Linked DNA regions of Danio rerio: region 1 is linked to region 2. A link is a contact called in public Micro-C data. All regions are on one chromosome and are shown on one strand. Each heading gives the region's core, a stretch centred on a gene start, on an enhancer-like site or on the middle of the called end of the contact. The rest is flanking DNA. Distances are from core to core; before and after follow the strand shown.

What was found. Hi-C and Micro-C count contacts between places; a contact is called where the count stands out from the background.
Region 1: a Micro-C map of caudal fin shows a contact between it and region 2, with 2.9 times the contacts expected there. The contact joins two enhancer-like sites. A contact is called at or near these places in 2 of 18 Hi-C or Micro-C datasets (caudal fin and embryo).

What each region holds. Positions count from the first base shown.
Region 1 is chr4:9,140,573-9,143,272 of GRCz12tu, reverse strand. The region is part of intron 5 of wnt5b (wingless-type MMTV integration site family, member 5b); the gene reads right to left. Among named protein-coding and RNA genes, the nearest start is that of adipor2, 28 kb to the left of the region's middle. Within about 2 kb of position 1,287, at least 5 of the 62 cell types and tissues checked have an H3K27ac peak or open chromatin away from gene starts, as enhancers often do.
Region 2 is chr4:8,862,732-8,865,431 of GRCz12tu, reverse strand. All of the region lies in intron 15 of erc1b (ELKS/RAB6-interacting/CAST family member 1b), which reads right to left. All of the region lies in intron 2 of LOC141381593 (a long non-coding RNA gene), which reads left to right. Among named protein-coding and RNA genes, the nearest start is that of erc1b, 160 kb to the right of the region's middle. Within about 2 kb of position 1,256, at least 6 of the 62 cell types and tissues checked have an H3K27ac peak or open chromatin away from gene starts, as enhancers often do.

The DNA of each region.
Region 1 (2,700 bases), core at 38-2,537, 280 kb before region 2:
AGATATGAAAAATACACAGAAAGACATCGGAACGCATTGCAATACTGTTTAAAATGCATAGATAGATAGATTCTACATTAACTGCAGTCATTAATGTAATCCAAATTCGTATAGTTCAACTTTTGGCTTAGTAAATTATGAACTATTATTTGCTGCCATTCTTTAATATATAATCCAACTACATGGGATTTTGATCTCTTGGTCTAATTTTTAAATGTATCGATCTAATTACAAGTATCACACGCTACAAGAGTACATGTTATCAGTTACTGTATTCAAATGAATTAAATTAAAGGTTATTTTCTTTCCTGTACATATGGCGAAAAGCTATTTCTTTATAAATTACACTATAAGGTCAGCAAGATATTAGAAATAATCTGATCGTTTCTGCGATAAATATTGCAGCATTAAAAAGATGGTTGGGATAGCACAATTTGGCAGTTATATGGGGAGCTGAACAGTAATTAGGTACAGAAATGGAATAATTACATTACAAAAAAATTATTTCTTCTTTGTCCTGTTTCAAGTCCAAATGTCTAAAAATTCCTAGATCAAGTAAAAAATATTGTTTTGTTTTTTACCTTAAAAATAAATTAAGAGTTTCCTCTTAAAACAAACAAAATTGTTTGCCAATGTGGTAAGTAAAATAATCTTGTTTTCACTTTGAAATGTAGATATTTGCACTAAGATAATTGACAGACAGACAGACAGACAGACAGACAGACAGACAGACAGACAGACAGACAGACAGACAGACAGACAGACAGACAGACAGACAGATAGATAGATAGATAGATAGATAGATAGATAGATAGATAGATAGATAGATAGATAGATAGATAGATAGATAGATAGATAGATAGATAGATAGATAATTTATACAGAAAGACATCGGAACGAATTGCAATACTATTTAAAATGACATAAGAATACTTTGCCGGTTTCATCACACCAAAACAAGCAAACAAACACATGCTCTCTCTCTCTCTCTCTCACACACACACACACACACACACACACACACACACACACACACACACACACACAAACACACACACACACACACACACACACACACACACACACACAGACACACACACACACACACACACACACAAAACGCGGCGCGTGTAAACGGGTGTGTACCTGCATTCCAGCGATGCGCCTATTGAATTCGGAGGGCCACTTTTATTGGCCCTTGGTGCCCAGACTTCAAATAGAGTCCCGGATATCCCGACTCTGTGTCATCGTGTCATTGCATTTCAAAAGCGACGCTGGACAATAGCCCGACTAACACCTCAATATAAACCTCGCGATTGACTGCAAATAAGTCCCGTGCTATTTGGGGGGCACAAGAGGGGGCATGTCGCGCCTTACACCTTGTTTCACTGATGAGCGGAACTAACACTCAATTGAGGCAACCAGCGCTGTCTTCTGTGGGAAAGCTACACGCATATATGAGCATGCATTCCAGTACACACACATTGCTGTCGCTGTATGCATGATGCATGGATGATTGACGCGATATGGGACACCTTTATTCGTTAAATGTGCTATTTGCATGTGGTGCACTGACTAAGATCACTCGTTATTTTAAATAAACGACGGTAAATAACAATCAACAAACTGATGTCAGGAGCACAACGCGTAATTCTCACGGTAAGCTGAGAGCGCGCAACATAAACAAACACACACAATTGTATATTTATCAAATGGCTTAGAAACAGTAGACTTATGCGTCTTAGACACAGAAATCGCCAATAAAACAACATTAAATTAATCATTTAGGCAATCAGAAAGCGTTTGTAAAAACAGTCATATGGGTTTTGTTCACAATATTAACCAATAGGATATAAACTGCAGAAAAAAAACGTTGCAATCCATAAAGCAGAATGATAAAATATACAGACGACCATGCAAGAATCAACTGATATTTATTATTGATTTATAACTCGTGCAATCAATAAGCTAATTAAAAATTAAAATTTATTTATCAATATAACAACCTCATTGTTTATGCATTCTAAGCATATATGACAAAGGCAAGAAGATGAATAGACCCTTTAATATCCTCCAAATATGACATAACTACATGTTTAACTTATCCATGAAGCTTCCTAACTCAAACTGTTAATAGACACCTGGTCATGTGGCTTTTTAGGCCTACACCAGCCACATGTTAAAGACAATGAGTAGTTTCAGATATTGTTGATAACTTCTCTGGAGTCTGGACAAAACATATGAACTCCTTTAACATCAATACTACTTAAAAAGACATGCATTCAGAGGTTTCATGATTTATTATTGTGCATTTCAGAATTTTAGATACTTGTTTTGAGTGCATGTGGGTCAAACATAAGACGTGCATATTGTCTGCATCAAACTATATTTACAAATGTGACTTTATAAACACAGAAAGCATATTAAAAGCAAATAAAAAGCCTGATTAAATGTTGCAAACAACTTTTGTAAAAAACACAATGTCAAAATATTGGTGAAAAAAGTTCTGTTGTCATTCAGTGTGACAGACACATTTATGTAAATAATAAACAACATACTTCTCTTGACTAATAAAAATAACAAGTGATCAAACTAAATTATTATATTTTGAAATAATTAAAATGTTAGGCTGGCAAATGGGTCATTTGAAGGACAGATTTAAGAATAAATAATGAAAATGTCAAGTAATTAGTATTTGGT
Region 2 (2,700 bases), core at 7-2,506:
TAATTAAAATGATATCTAATACAATAAATATAAATTTACCACCCCTAAAATGGAGAAAGTAAGAGTCTGTGAGAAAATAATTCATTCAGCAGTCTAAAACTGGCAGATTTAGAGTACAGATAGACGTTATAAGTGTTCATAAGACACTTTTCTTGAAAAACAGCTGTTTGAATCTACATATAACCTCAAAGTAAAGTCAAATTATAAGCATAGTTCATATAGCTTAACAAGCAACCTCTGAAATAGCTTATTAGAGAATACAGAATGTACTAAATATCCCTCAAAACACTGAAAACTTGAATAGTTGCATTAACAAAATTTAAATAAATACATCATTTTGATTCACTGAAGTTCCCAGAGATGGGTTGCGGCTGGAAGGGCATCCGCTGCGTAAAAATGTGCTGGATAAGTTGGCGGTTCATTCCGCTGTGGCGACCCCAGATTAATAAAGGGACTAAGCCGACAAGAAAATTAATAAACTAATGATTCACTGAAGCATGTATTAAACACAATAACATTACAAAAAAAGTTGACCATCAATTAACAATTAAATTTATTATTTATAATTGGCACCCTATAGGTATAGCGATCAAATAGCGTCCAATAAAAACCTAAATAAATAAAATTAAAAAATAAATAAAAACTTGACCAAAAAATAAATAAAAAAACTTATTACATCAACTCATGCAGTAAAAACTTGTCTATCATGGTGTTGTTGTTGTAAGTGTTAAATGTAAGAGCTGGTATTGGTGTGTTATTGATGTGCCGTGTGAGGTGCCGAGATCGCGGCGGGCGCCAGATCAGGGCCTTTTCTTCAGCTCAGAAGCTCCTAATCACCTCCTGTGAGAGATCTCCAGACTAGCCCAGATGCTCGGCGCAGAAACATAACACTAATAAAAAGTGCTTAATGCAGCGGCGTGCTGTTTTTCTCCTGCTCTCTCTCCTCTTCTCCTCATCCGTCTCTTCCTACTCTCTCCCGCTTGGCTGCCAAAAGAGCAGCCTCGTCCTCAACGGTGAGCGTCAAGCCAATTTCAACAAGCTGGTCGTTGGATCTCGCTGTGTTTTGGGTGCCGAGCTTTGTGTCTGGATCTCAGCTGGTCGGGAATATTAGCAGAGGAGGGGAGCTTTTATTTCCCTCTAAAGTTTTATCATAAAACTCCAGCCCTGTTTCTGACCGTGGCTCGGATACAAGCTTGACAAAGAGCAGTGGCAGCTGTAAGAGCTATTTATTCTTTGACTAATTTCCATGTCTGTTTTTTGGCCCGGATTGCTAGGAGTCGGCTGTAGCTCTGCCGTCACGCTGCCCCCTGCAGTATGGGGTCAGAACTGACTGCTCTGACTGACTGACTGACTGTTTGAGGTCTGATAATGTCTCGCATAGTTCATCTGTGTATTAAGAGCAGACCTCTAATAATTTAACTCTACCTTTCTGCTTTTGACTATTAGAATAGACTGACATTTTGGTATTTTTCCTTACACAAATCTGTCCTACTCTATGACTCCTGAATTCTACAGCACAAGTCCTATAGAGCATTGTTTATCATCCCTGTCGGGTTTTCTATGCTGGAGTTTTTCATACAGTTATCAGAGAAACCTCTCAGTTAATTCCAATATTTTAATGAGGTGCTACATGTATGGTTTTACCTGTGGTTATGATGATCTAAATGTCTGCATAATACTGCACACGATTATCTACCTTTATTGTGAGTACATTATGGCCTTATGCATATGGAAGTAGTCTATAGCAGTGTTTCCCAACCCTGTTCCTGTAGGCACACCAACAGTACACACTTTCCACCTCTTATTCAAACACACTTGAATCAAAGCATCAGAACATTAGAAGAGACTCGAAAACCTGAAATGTATGGTTCAGCTAAAGGAGACATCAAAAATATCTACTGTATGTAATAACAAATGGAGGATGCAGTACGTCCGAATTCCATTCATACTACGCACATTCATACTACATAAAACATACTTTTCTAATGGTCGTGATTGTTGTCAATTCAGAGTGAGTCTCCAGTAAATGACTCACTTATTTAATTGATTCATTCAGTTTGAGTTTAAAGTAAATGTTACACTGAGACAAATGATCGATTTAGAATGAGTCTCCAGTAAGTGATTCACTGATACAAATGATCTATTCAGAGTGAGTCTCTAGAAAATGACTCACTAATTCAATTAATCTATTCAGAGTGAGTCTCCAGTATGAAATTCAGTGATTCAAATGATCCATTCAGATGGAATCTCCAGTAAATTCACTGATTCAAATGATCCATTCAGACTGAGTCTCTAGAAAACGACTCCCTGATTCAAATGATACATTCAGAGTGAGTCTCCAGTTAATGACTCTCAGATTCAAATGATCTATTCAGAGTGTGTCTCCAGTAAATGATACACTGATTCAAACGATCGATTCAGAGTGAGTCTCTAGTAAATTATTTACTGATTCAAACGATCTATTGAGAGTGAGTTTCTAGTGAATGATACACTGATTCAAATGATCAATTCAGAGTGAGTATCCAGTGAATGATACACTGATTCAAATGATCCATTCAGAGTGAATATTCAGTAAATGATACACTGATTCAAATGATCGATTCAAGTGAGTCTCCAGTAAACTACTCACTGATTCAAATGATCGATTCAGAGTGAGACTATAGTAAGTGATTCGCTGATTCAAATGATCCATTCAAAGTG